Linked DNA regions of Zea mays: region 2 is linked to region 1. A link is a contact called in public Hi-C data. All regions are on one chromosome and are shown on one strand. Each heading gives the region's core, a stretch centred on a gene start, on an enhancer-like site or on the middle of the called end of the contact. The rest is flanking DNA. Distances are from core to core; before and after follow the strand shown.

Region 1 (7,084 bases), core at 2,202-4,701:
TATCATTGTATACATTTTTGGGTATTACACTCCCATCCAGAATATAACATGACTATCGTGATTTATTTGGACAATTGCGTGCATCATGATGTCATGTTTGCTTGCAACTGCTGCAGATGCGAGTAGTCCTACCAGCCTTCATCTCCTTGCTTTTCTTGATTCTTTTGCATCTCCCTTTTGCCTTTAGATCATTAGGTGGATGTATGCTAACTTCATTAGGAATCTTTGTACCAACAAAAGACTCGAATTCATCCTGCTTTGAAGTGGCACCGGAAGGAATCATGGTTAGCAGAGGTGCTTCCAAATTCGATAAACCAGAATTTATGAAATCTATTCCTTCGTTTGAGTGCTTGGACTTCTGGATAAGATCTTCAAACTTGTTGCGTGCATCTGAAATTTTCTTTCTCATTGCTACCTCTTGTGGATCATTAGGTGTATCTTCTAGTAGGTTACCTTCATCATCAAAGTGTACATCCTTGCCAAAAGAAAAAGGATAGATTAGAGACCAACACAAGACAAACCTTTTACAATGTTTCTCCCATCTTTTCAGAATATACAAGACAAACCTTTTACAACATTTCTTCTATCTTTTCAGAATATAATACACTGGTAATTGAAGTTGTTTCTCGGCTCTAGGAACTTGTATAATATGCCGGCATGGGATGTCGTGGGACTCAAACAATTTGCATGAGCACCTACCAGTCATATTGGACTTGTTGAAATGAACCAATATCTCCTTTCCAGATTGGCTGCCAATTGTCACTAGCTTGATGTTGCCATGTTCAACTATTTCTTGAATAAAACAATCATCTCTGGAAAGGACTATTTGTTGTTGAAATTTATTAAAAATCTCATGTGTATATATGATACTACATTGCTTCTCCATGACCCATGGTGTCATCAGCTTAGGAGAAGTATGTAAGCTTTTGTGGTCACATTTCAACTCCTCTTGACGCTAGCACTCCAAAGCTGTGTCAAACCTCAACCAAAATTCGACAAAGGTCAATTTTCGATGAATGAAGCGATTGAAAAATGAGTTTGCACTCTCTGATCGTGATGTAGTCCTAAGGATCCCTACAAGACGTACATCCATAAAGAATGCCAGAATCCACGATTCGCGGATGAGAAATCTGGTGGTGAACCATTGGTTACCCAATAATTCAAATTCAGTAATAATAGCCAACCACTGCGACTCGAATTCCTGCATAGTTTCGGACTCCCACACAACTGAATGCAGTCTAGGCAAAAAAGTTTGATCCTCCCTTAAAGATGGACTGACATTCTCAGGCACCTTGTCCAAGATATGCCACATACAGAGCCTATGAATTGTTTCTATCATAATCTCGCTGATAGCAACTTTCATACTTGCACATTCATCAGTTACAATCAAATGAGGTGCTGCTCCACCCATGGCTTCAAGAAAAGACTTAAAGCACCATACAAATGACTCAATCTTCTCATTAGCGATGAATGCAGCTCCTAGGAAAACACTCTGCAAGTGATGGTTGAATCCGGTAAATGGCACAAATTTCATGTTATATTGGTTTGTAGCATATGTTGCATCAACTGAAACGGCATCACAAAAAATACTATAGTTTTTTCTGCTTATAGCATCAGCCCAAAAAACATGCATTAGCCTTCCTTGTTCATCCACCTCAAACTTATAAAAAAAGGCTGAATTCACTTCTTTCTTTCGCTCAAGTTGAGCCACAAACATCTGTGCATCCGCATCCTTGATTTTTGACCTAAGGTCACGGTAATAGTTTTGAAGGTCCCTCAGTGTGCAACCAACATTCTCAAAACCCCCATCACTGACATGAAGTAATCTATATGCAAGGGACGTGCCAATGCTAGCTTTATGGCAATTGAATAAAGTATTCTTTGCCCTCTCGGAAACATGACGGTTTGATCTAAGAAAATGCCGATGAGGGGGTGATACAAGACCATGGTTGTGCTGGTCGACCATCCTAGTAATCTTGAACCTTTTGTCTTTACCAAGGCTAACATAAATATGTGTGTCACAACCACACCTTTTTTCACTCACTTTATGAGTCTTCTTTCTCTTTTTCTCTGAGGGGTCGATAACTTTTTCATCTTTTGGTACATTGTATCCTTCTCTTGCACAATAATAATACTTGCCTACTATCTCTGAATCCTTCTTCTTATGCTGCCCAACACGAACTGAGAAACCAACATCATGCGCATAGTCCTTGTAAAACTTCTCCACATCAGCAAGATTATCAAATATCATTCCCACCGTTGGCTTCAAATTTTCCTTAACATTGGAAGATGATTTTATCGGAGTTTCTGCAACGTTGCAATGAAGAAAAGCTCCATCAGATGGGCCACTGAGATCCACACCATTTGCAACCAACACACCCACGACGGCGCCATCCCCCTTCACGACAGTTGCTGACGCTTGGGCGACCACGAATTGGCTAGCCTCTTCCACCATTTTACCCACTTATAAAACAATTAAACCTGACGCATGAACCTCTTCTTCAACCTCAGACCAGGACCACCGATAGGGTGGTGCGGTGGACTCGGAGGCGCGGGTCAGACGCGTCGAAGATGGAGGGCGTCACGTCGCGGGTCTGCCGAGGCTGGCGCGCGTTGGCGCCGGTCGGCCCGTGCTAGGGCGTCACGCCTCAGCTGAGCACAAAGGGCGTCGTGGACTCGTGGGTAACTATAGGTCAGAGCGCGGCAACGCAGGTCGGCCAATGATGGAGGCGCGACGCAGATCGGCCAGCCTGGCGCAACGTCGGATGACGTACGCGACAAGCGATCGGGAGGGAGGGTGCGGGAGCCCTGAAGCTTTTGAAGGAAGGAACGGTCGGCAGGAGGACGCGAATCGTAACTAAGTTTCAGATGCGGGCGTCTTTTCGCAAATTTGCTTCGAGAAGTGACCGCAGCCACAGGATCAAGATCTAAAGGCACTCGTTCATAGTTTCCATGGTTTGCACGCTTTTTAGGTTTGCAACGGATACGTTGCCTATTAATAATATTCTTTTTTCTAAAAAAAGCCATAATCAAATTAAAGCTACAAAAAAGTCGTAGTCAATAAGCTGCATGCTTTCCACACATGACTCAGTCGTCTTGTGCGTGTCATGGTTCATGTGCCCACGACCTTGCACCACCCGAGTGGAAATCAATTTCTCTAATTTATTGGTTGCCAAATTGCTCATTTTATCCGGACACGAACGCCTAAAAGCCTTTCGAATACCACCTCTAAATTTGATTAAACATAAAAAAACGTTTGACAGAATTATTCGGTGAACGAGGCGGCGTCCATTCTGCGGCGCGGACGATTCATCGTCGCCAACATACTGTACAGAGATATTTCGATTTCTTCAATTTTTTTAATCAGAGAGAGGGAAGAACGAGAGCGACAGAAGCAGAGAGCGTGTCGATAAAAAGGCGTAAAAGCCATCGCCACTCTTTCCCCATCCCACGCTGCCCTCGGCGCTGCGCCTGGCCCCGGCACCTACCTCCCCCCTCCCCACCTCGCCGCCGGCGGGTGGAGTCGGGCTGGAGCAGCCGCTCTCCTCTGTTACCCCCTAACCCCCTATAAAGAAAAAGAAAAAAACAGAGAGAGAGCGAGCGACCGGCGGCTCGGCAGCCATGGGGCACGGCGTCAGCTGCGCCCGCACCGGTGACGAGCACGACTACTTCCGCGCGGCGCAGGTCGGGGACCTCGAGGCCCTGGAAGCGCTCCTCGACGCTGACCCCTCCCTTGCCCGCCGCGCCACGCTCTACGACCGCCTCTCCGCGCTCCACATCGCCGCCGCGAATGGCCGCCTCGAGGTCCCTCCGCCGCCGCCGCCTCTCTTCAGCTGCGCTCCTCATCCTCGGGACCTGAGCCAGCCGACCACCTCGCTCACCTCCCTCCGTCTCCTTCCTGCAGGTGCTGTCAATGGTCTTGGATCACGGGGTGCCGCCGGACGTGGTGAATCGGCACAAGCAGGTGCTGGATCCCGTCCCATCGACGCTTTTTTTTCTTTCTTTCTTCCTTTCTTTCCGCCCTTTGCCGCTCGCAAGGATCTCTCGTGGGCTACCAGCTTCAAAAATCTCACCTATTTTTTTTCTTACCCTCTTCAATCAAATCAACAAGGTAAAAAATCTCATCTCTCTACCGGCTTGCTATGCTTGTTTTTCTCTGTCCAGACGCCGCTGATGCTCGCGGCGATGCACGGCAAGACCGACTGCGTGCTGAAGCTCCTGCAGGCCGGCGCCAATGTGAGCGGAAATCTCCTCCTCCTCTTCTTCTTCCGAGCGAGTACGAGTGACCAGCTACAAACAACTAACCGCTTCGCTGTCCGATCTGTGCCTGCCAGATCCTCATGTTCGACTCCCAGCACGGGCGGACCTGCCTGCACCACGCGTCCTACTTCGGCCACGTCGGCTGCCTGCAGGCCATCCTCACGGCGGCGCGGACCACGCCGGTGGCCAACTCATGGTGAGCGTGATACCTTCACTTCACTTTCGGGCCCTACCTACCTCGCGTGCCCTGCCGTCCGTCCCCTCGCCCCCCCGGCGACGACTCACTCGCTGCTGTGCAAGCCTGGCAGGGGTTTCGCTCGGTTCGTCAACGTGAGAGACGACCACGGCGCCACGCCGCTCCACCTCGCCGCCAGGCAGGGCCGCCCCGGCTGCGTGCAGGCGCTGCTGGAGAACGGTGCCATCGTCTCCGCTTTGACCGGCTCATACGGGTACGGTAGTAAAGTCTCCTGCTCCTCTTGGCTGCAGCTGCTCACCTGTACTGTACGCCGCTGCAGGTTTCCTGGTAGCACGTCGCTGCACCTCGCCGCTCGCAGCGGGAGCCTGGATTGCACCCGGAAGCTGCTCGCCTGGGGAGCGGATCGTCTCCGGAGGGATTCAGCAGGGTGAGCACCACATCTCTGTCTCTGCAGATCTTATTTCAGTGTACTCTACTCTACATGCCAAAGATTACATGTGGTGGGTGTGGGTCTGAGAAAACACGCGAACAATATGGGTCCCACGTTGAGCAATCCGTCATCAACCACTCGATGGATGATGGATCGTATTCTTCCCCACTAGATCTCATGGCGAATGGGACGTGTGTTGGCAGGAGGATCCCTTACGCCGTGGCGCTGAAGCGCAACCACGAGGCGTGCGCGGCGCTGCTGAACCCGTCGGCGGCGGAGCCCATGGTGTGGCCGTCCCCGTTCAAGTTCATCAGCGAGCTGGAGCCGGAGGCCAAGGCGCTCCTTGAAGCGGCGCTGACGGAAGCCAACAGGGAGAGGGAGGAGAAGATCCTCAGGGGCACCAAGCACTCTCCGCATCCTCCCACCTGGGACCACGCGAGCGACGCCGCCGACGCCGACGCCATCGACGACGCGTCCTCAGATGTATGCTTTGTGACCGCTGACAAATGTGGGACCTGATGCATCATCGCCCATTTTGCGCTCACTTGACTGTTCACTCACAGGCCAGCGCCAGCGACGCGGAGCTGTGCTGCATCTGCTTCGACCAGGCGTGCACGATGGAGGTGCAGGACTGCGGGCACCAGATGTGCGCGCCGTGCACGCTCGCGCTGTGCTGCCACAGCAAGCCCGACCCGGTGACGCTAGCGCTGCCGTCGCCAGCCTGCCCGTTCTGCCGCGGCAGCATCTCGCGGCTGCTGCTGGTGGCCCGGGCAAGCAGCGACGACGCAGACACCGAGAAGTCGGCGGCAGCGGCTGCGGCAGCGGCTGCCTCCTCCCCGCAGCTCGTCCGGCGGCGGTCCCGGCGGTCGCACAACCTCAGCGACGGCGGCAGCAGCAGCTTCAAGGGGCTGTCGTCCGCCGTGGCCGGTTCCTTCTCCAAGATCGGGCGCGGGTCGAGCCGGACGATGGCCGACAGCGACGGCTGCGGCGTGGACAAGCCCGAGCACGACCCGTGATCGGCATTGGATCCTGCGCATGTGGAGCCGAGCGCGGGGCCATTTGCGGACATCCAATCGAATCCAAGCCAAGCGTGACTGCTTGCTGCGAAAATAACCGCATCCTTTTCTTCTTCTTCTCCCCATGTCCCTGTCTGTCAATCCTATTCTTGGGCGTGCCAGGATTTGTTCACCTGGCCATTGCCGTATTCCATTGTCACCGACCGGCTATAGTATATAGTACTAGATTCCATTTCCATTCCTTCGTGCCCACGCAGCTGTGGTATGGTTCCAATGGTTGAGCCGAGTTTGAGTCACAGACATGTAAAACACCATCGGTGGTGTGTGTGTGTAAAAGCTGTCGGCCTGGAGAGAGCTGTGGTGAACTGTGGCTCCGTTCATGGCATCGCAGTATCGCACAGTCGTGAACTGTATGTGGCTGCCAGTGACGGCGACGGAGCTGGCTTGCTGTAACGATGGCCTGCCACGGCCACGGGATGTGACCTCTTGCCACGGCGTGTGATGTTTGTTGCAACGATGCACTGCACTGGCACTGGCACTGCAGCGCAATGGATGATGGATTCAAGTCAGGTTCGGCCTGGCCGACCTGTCGCCTGCTGCCACTGCCATGGCGTCCGTCCCCAACCCTTGCGCTCCATACCCATAGGCAGGGCTCGGGAGATAGCGGGCACAGTGGTCCTCCTCGTCCCTGGTCCGGTGGTGAATCTGTCGCTCTTGCTCTGGGGCTCTGCGCCGCTGCCGCCTGCCGTGCCCGGAGGAAGGCCCTGCAACGTGCACCGCGGGGGCGCTCTAGCTGCTGCGGCCTCACCGTCTCCGGTTCACAGGCAGGACTCCGTGACCTCCCTGCCGGCCTGGAGGGGCCACGGCCGTCCGGCTGTGCTGTGGTGCCACCTGCCGAGGAGCGGCGGTCGTCACACTCTGCCAGAGAGGCGCTCAGAGCAGTGATTACTCTGTCTGCAGCAGGTCCGGTAAAACAAAGGATATGTACGGTAAAACAACTCGATTTGAAGTTTGAAAAGGGATGTGGAATTCGTTCTTGTTGCAGTTCACACACGCAGCCGAGTTTCGCGAAGACGACGACTGCAAGCAAGGGACCAAAAAAAAAAAAGGAAAACGCAGGGCGTACGTCGTCTGGTTTGACTAGCTAGGGGGGCAAGCGTTTTGTCATGGACGCGTTTCCAG
Region 2 (7,084 bases), core at 2,038-4,537, 160 kb after region 1:
AAAAAAGAAGATATCTGATCATCCTAAGCATTGGCATAAGATTTTGTCCGAAGCTTTATGGGCTCAAAGAATATCTAAACACCTTGCTACTAAAGTATCTCCGTTTGAGCTTGTATATGGGCAGGAAGTAGTGTTACATATAGAGATAACTTTAAATGTTGTAGGTTCGCCAAGCAAAATGATCTGACTGTCGGTGATTATTATAATTCAATTATGGACAATATTGATAAAGTGACAGACAAGAGATTGACAGCCTTAGGAGAAATACAAAAGGACAAGATCATGGTCGCCTAAGCTTACAACAAGAAGGTCAAGGCTAAATCGTTCCAGGTAGGGGACCTGGTATGGAAGACTGTTCTGCCTCTGAGGAGCAAAAACCGGAAGTTTAGAAAGTGGTCGCCAAGTTGGGAAGGCCCTTACAGAGTCACGCAAGTGATGTCCGGTAACGCCTACTTGTTGCAAACATTACAAGACAAAGACTTGTCCAAGGCGTTAAATGGGTGTTTTCTCAAGCAGCATTATCCTAGTATGTGGTAAAATGCTTAAGGAAACCGATGTGGTCGATCGTGTTAGTTGCTTTTGGTTCGCTTAGCTCCAAAAGGCAGGGGCATATGTTGGGCACCAAATTAGGCGGCCGGACGGTCCGCACTGGTGATCCGGACGGTCCGCGCGCGCGCCGAGCCAATTAGGGTTCCAAGTTTCTTGCTATGGTTGTTGGCTAGATTCGTGGAATTAACTCAGGAGATTTGTTTGTAACGGGTCCAGCCCCCTGCTCTATAAATATAGAGGAATACGACCGATTAAAGATAATCAATCAAACCTACAATCAATATAATTCACATTTTATCTTGTAAATTTAGGAGTAGTTCTAGTTTAGTCTTTCAATCCCCAGATTCTCCGCTTCTCTTCGACTCTATATTGATTAGAGTTGTCTAGGTCGGTCTGCCGAGCCTAGACAACACCTATGATCTCTCCTCCCCGACGGGGTCCCTCCCAGGAGCGAGATCCAGACGCCGCCGGCGAACCTCGTCGCCCCTGCGCACGCGCGGACCGTCCAGCCTATAGGCGCGGACTGTCCGGCTTGTCAGGTAGGAAACCTAAGCCCTGCTCTAGGTCGCAGAACGTCCGACCCCTTCCGCGGACCGTCCGTGCTTGTGCAGAGAGCACCGCTGCCGGTTCTCATCGTAGTGTTTGGCGCTCGGATCGGCGTCAACGGTATGTCCATGCCACGATCCTTATACCACGATCCTTATACGGAACCTGAGCATCGTAGCCAGCCACTCTCGTCTGTGCAAACGGATGCAGGATGAACCAATAATTCATTCCATGTTCACCATTGTGATGAGCTCTTCGAAGATTGTTTGTGACCATTGAGTAGGTGTGAAAAAGGGAGCTTGCAGAATCTGTCGGGAAACCCCATGCCAAACCACAATACAATGCCATGGCACCATGTTGCAGGGGCGGCGTCGCGACCAGCGCCGGGTTGCTACCGCCGAAGCCCGGACCAAATGACAATGAATTGTAATGTCCTGATTTCTTGAATATAAACGGCACATAGGCAAAGTATCAGCAGCTTTCTCCGTTTACATCCCTGCGAGCACGCAAATGAGCTCGACAGATTCTTCTTCGTTTGGTTTCTGCGCCATCTGGTCGGCTAGCAGCCGGAGCACCTCCCAGATCTCGAAGCGCCGCGGGTGCGCTTGGTCGTCGGCGACGAACGAGCTCACCTCGCCGTCCACCTCTAACGCGCTATACGCGGGGAGCTTCTTGATCCCCCGGCCGCCGATCAGCTTCCGCACCCGACGCGCGTCATCCTTGCGGTTGGCGTCGAGGTAGATGTTGGACAGCTGCACGTACACGCCCTCATCGGCGGAGCCACCTAGCCTCTCGAGCTCGCGCGCCGCCACCTCCGCCAGCTCGACGTTGCCGTGGCTCCGGCAGCCGGCGAGCACGGATCCCCACACGGACGCGAGCGGGGCCATCGGCATGATCTTGACGAGCCCCACCGCGTCCTCCAGCCGCCCGACCCGGCAGAGCATGTCGACCGCGCAGCTGTAGTGCTCGTGCCCGGGCACGACGCCGTACCGGGGCCGCATCTCCCCAAGAAGCCGCAGCCCTTCCTCGACGTCCCCGGCGTGCGCGCACGCGGACAGCGCCCCGAGCACCGCCACGCCGTCGGGCCGCACCCCGTCCTCCCGCGCCATCCTCTCCAGGCACGCGACAGCTTCCGCTGCCATCCCGTGCACCGCGAGCGCGCCTACCATGGTCGCCCATACGTACGCGTTCCGCTCGGGCATGCCGTCGAACACCCGCACGGCCTCCTCCAGGCACCCGCACTTGGCGTACATGCCGATGAGCGCGGACCCGAGGAAGGCGTCGGCGAGGAGCCCCGGCGCGGCGCGCTCCACGTAACGATGCACCCACGCGCCGAGGTCCAGCGCCCCCGCCTGCGCGCACGCCGCCACGGCCGTCGTCAGCACGACCGCGTCCGGGGTCACCCCGTCGTCGTCGAGCATGGTCCGGAACACCGAGAGACCCTCGGCGGGCGCCCCCGCGCGCGCGTACGAGCCGATGAGCAGGTCGTAGTGGATCGCCTCCCGCCGCGGCAGCTCGTCGAACACCCTCCGCGCGAGGTCCGGGCGGGGCGAGTACAGCTGGAGCAGCGCCGTAGTGACGTAGTGGTCGGCCGGGAACAGCGCGTTCCTGACGAGCAGCGCGTGGAGCTGCGGCCCAGGTGCGGTCCCGGCGGCGGCGGAGGAGGACGGGTTGGCGTCGAGCGCGGCGGCGGCGGAGAGCGCGAAAGGGAAGGAGAGGTGGTCCGGAGCGGGGAGCGCCGGGGGCGTGGCGGGAGAGAGCATGAGGCGGAGGAGGCGGAGCGCGAGGCGCGGGTGGGCCGGGCGCGCGGCGCGGCGGGAGAGCGCGTGGAGCAGCGAGTTGAGCGCGAGCAGAGCGAGGTCCGGGTGGCGCGGGAGCAGGCCGGCGGTGACGAGGAGGGCTTGGATGGGGAGGAGCGGTGCGGTTGGGGAGGCGGCAGAGGGGAGGAGGCGGGAGGCGAGTAGGGAGTGGCAGAATGCGAAGGTGGGTTTGGGGATGTACGGGCGCATGCTTGCCTGCTTGCTTTGATCGCGCGCCGCTGACGCTGGGTCGCAGGTGCACCGATTCTCATGTTGCCGAGGTGACTGACTCCATGGACGGCAGACTCACGGTCGCAGGGGGCTGCGGCTGCTCGGCAGTCGGCATCGACGGCGGAGATCGGCAGCTCGCAGCCGCAAAACGCACGGCTGCTCGTGGCGGCTGGAGCAGAGGACGTAGAGGAGATGGGTCTTTTTTTTGTTCAAAAGGTCAGAACTTACTGGGCTGGATGGCAGTGGCTTTATTGATTTGGGCCTTTCAGCCGGTGGCAGGATTTGTTCCGAAGTTTTTTGGGCTAAATATTCGGCCTACGTCTGGCCCTTAGAGCTTTTCTTAAAAAGCTATTGTCAGACTTGCTTTAAATTCTGAGGAACCAATAGTGATTTTGAAATTAGTTTGGTGAACTCAGAAAGCTAAAAACCAACGAAACCAGTTTTTTTTTCTTTATATAGAAACTCAACTTTTAGAATCTTTTTAACTTGATGGAAGCTAAACAAAAAAAAACATGTTTGTTCAAATAAATAGAGGCTAAGTCTAACTATTAGTTAAGGGGAAGGTACTGTCCGACTAATTATTAGTTGGACCTCTAAATAACAATTATCACATAATATTAACTATTAGCTACTAGCTAGGCCAACAATCTAATAATATCAATTAGATGTCTATCTAATATTTGTTATGTACCTAGCTAACTACTATCATCTAATGGGTATAAAAAGAATTTAGTTGTAAGGACCAAATTATACATTTGCGATGATTGGACATGCGTCGCTCCCACCCTCGTGCTGGAAAATAAGGCTGTCTCCAACCATTTTTCCTCCTAAATCCCTCCATTCGTACTTTCTATTCATATTTAAATACCTCTCCCTCAATATCCTTCCCCCTATTTCTCCTCCTCTCTAGCCATTCTCTCTATTCAGCTCCCTCTTACCCTTTAAATGAAATATTTGTCTTTTATACATCCGTTTTTAGAGTTTTAGAAAACACTAGCATATTTGTAGTATCGTAATACACATTATTATCAATTAATTAAACTTGAAATAAATTAATTTCACGGTTAAAAGCGTTGATTAACGAAAGGGGGATTAGATCTCCCTCTTCCACAACAAGCGCAGGCATGGTCACCCTCGCGACTCATGAGGGGGCTTCGAGGGACGGCGTTGGACACCACTTCACCATATTCGTACACGCACATGAGAGGGGGTGGTGTTTAGTGCATTGTTGGAGATTGGAGTCAGCCTAACCCCGAGTGCCCCCTTCCCGCCTCGCGCCATAAAAGCTGGAAGTTGCTCCCACCCTCATGCGCCGGAAAATAACACAAAAAAGACGCATATGCATGGGCAACAAGATTTCAACCTACACCACTTGAATCAAAAGGAGACATCATCAACCACAACACCAAAAGTCTAGATGTGTTGTACGAAGGAGAGATGATATATATATATGGTGTGTTTGTTTTGGCTTTTGGTTCTGGCTTTTGCCCCATAAAAGCCAAAAGTCAAACCAAAGGGATGGATCCAGGAAACAACTTTTTCTAAATGCCGGCTTTTCGTAGTGCAAAACTGAAAGCACCCATATACCTTCTTTTAGTGGCTTTTAGATGGAATTGTGAAAACATATATCGAAGAACTTTTAACGGCTGTTAGTGGTTTACACCAAACGGTTTTAGCTTTTTAACAGCTGACAGCCCGTAACAGCTTTTTTCGCAGCTCACAGACCATAACAGGTTTTTTCACAGCCACAGCCTAACCAAACAGACCCATAATGTGAAATTATAACAATGTTTGAATAAAAATCTCGTTTAAGCAAAGTCTATATATAATATATGGAAACCGTATTAATGCACAACCATTTATTTATAAAAAAACTTTTTTTATTGTTATTGTTATCTATGTCACACCTTCTCTTTCCTAATCTTTCTCACAAAACAGTCATCCCGCAAGAAATGGAAGGTGGATTGTCCGTAAACTTATGAACAGACTAATTTTTACATGTTTTTTTTAAAAAAGGACTAGCTTATTTTATATGTTTGCGGTAACCCGACTTGCTCACATAATATCTATATCTATCTACTCCTTAAAAGTACGAGTTTCCACCATCGTGTCTCACATGCGAACGTGTAGGTCTGTTTTTCTTCCCCACGTCTTACCCTAAACAACCAGATAACCTTCCATTCGAATAAGAAGAACAAAAATACGATAATTTCTATGTATATTATTGGATAAGTTAGCACCACCGTTTCTTTAAAAGCATTCCCCTCAGCTCCTCCGCCTCCCGTCTCGTCCTCTGCCCTTCCCACAGATGTCAGTGTTTACCTCGCCCTCGAGGGACTTCCACAGCGTCATGCTCGCGCTACCAGGACAAAGGAGCATCAACTTCGCCGCCGCGTAGGGTTTATTCGGTTGGGTCTGGATTAAAGAGAATTGAGGAATTCAATACCCTTCTATTTAATTTTGACTAGAAATAAATTTAAATCCCTTTTAATCCTTTTTGATCCAGACGTAACCAAACAAGTCCTAGGCGGGCGTTGTGCATTGATGGACGCGTATGGTTTCCTGGCGGCGGCTTGTGTCGAGCTGTGAATAGGATGTGTTCTTTGCTCGGTGTTTGTTGTTCAGTTTATGTCTCTCCCGGCTCCTCCTACTGTATTTGGCTCACAAGTGGTTCGGCCCGAACGAGCTATATTATTGTACTAGTAAATTGTTCGCGCCCCGCCGCGAGTCTTTGATAGATGTGTTTGTACAGTCAAAATAGCGTTGCTTTACACATAATGGACCATTAATATATATGGATACATACATATAAGAGTGGCAGAATTATATGTACAGAAAATTGTTTGTAGTAGTAGAATAATTCGGTCTGCAAATGTAACAACAATAGTCTATTGTGCGTCCTCGTGCGAGGGCAATTCACATGGTAAACACGTGCATAAAAATTATAAGTTCAATCTTTGCATAGAAACCAGCCTGTTCATTTGGCTTTAATTCATATCGACTTTTACTGCCTTCTACAATATTGTCTCTATGGATTGCAGCTGCATTAGTCCAAACAACCGGCTTTAATCTGAAGCGAACAACCCAGGCAAAGGATTTTAATGTAGATATGTGACACACACAAACTGGAATATCTGAGTTTGTTTATATGGGGCAGAACATATCTATTGTGCATATTTTTCAACTCATGGCCTTCTCTGTATGTGGTAATCATAGAGGATTTTTCGGATCATACACACATATCTGAATTTCGCACTGAAGTGGGGTCTATTTTGAAATTCTGAAACCTTGGAACCAACAATACTCATACATTTAAGCAAATTTAAGTTCATTTCGAAAGGAAAACAACTCATAGTAGTGCAAAATAGAGAAAACAAAAACTTCACTCCTACCCAAGGGAAAGAAACTTTGTTATCACTCTATTCCTATGCTGGCTCAGATTACTCTACTTTTCCCCCTCCATTCCAAACATCTTTGCTATCACTCTATTCCTATACTTTTTACTATTATCTTATCTCAGTTTTTTTTTCTATTCCTCTATTTTGCATTCATTTTTTTCCAAACAACTGCAGTTGCTTTTATAGTATAGGGTGATCACTTTAGCTGGCATGTAAAATAGAGGAGCCATTAGCATCATAATGGAAATATAACGATCAACTGGAGTAAGAAAGCAAAGTCAGAGGAGGAAGCAGTAAATAACATGGGGCTAGTCAAAAAATGGTGCCGATCATGAACATATAAAGTAAATTGGTAATAAATCTCAGTTATGTATTGTTGGATTACGCCTAAGAATGGGTCAAGAAGATCTCTGGTTTAGTAGCACGGGGGAGGAGAGGATAAGGTAAAGTGTTTTTTTTAAAATAAACTGCTTGTGTTCTAAATAAAAAAGGCGATTTAAAAATCACCTTGATCTATTTCAAAGAACTGAAAGAAGAATACATGTGGCTTAGCGCTAAGAC

Evidence for each region. Hi-C and Micro-C count contacts between places; a contact is called where the count stands out from the background.
Region 2: a Hi-C map of leaf shows a contact between it and region 1, with 7 times the contacts expected there. The contact joins the promoter of LOC100382022 here to the promoter of LOC100501573 in region 1. A contact is called at or near these places in 13 of 25 Hi-C or Micro-C datasets (bundle sheath, ear, endosperm and 4 more).

What each region holds. Positions count from the first base shown.
Region 1 is chr6:45,925,836-45,932,919 of Zm-B73-REFERENCE-NAM-5.0, forward strand. LOC100501573 reads left to right here and starts at 3,452. Exons shown (of 8, transcript NM_001196264.1): 1 at 3,452-3,804; 2 at 3,905-3,964; 3 at 4,165-4,236; 4 at 4,335-4,456; 5 at 4,569-4,709; 6 at 4,776-4,883; 7 at 5,090-5,369; 8 at 5,450-6,138. The coding sequence starts at 3,622. The coding sequence ends at 5,902.
Region 2 is chr6:46,090,917-46,098,000 of Zm-B73-REFERENCE-NAM-5.0, forward strand. LOC100382022 (Putative pentatricopeptide repeat-containing protein) reads right to left here and starts at 3,288. Exons shown (of 1, transcript NM_001174787.1): 1 at 1,511-3,288. The coding sequence starts at 3,104. The coding sequence ends at 1,584.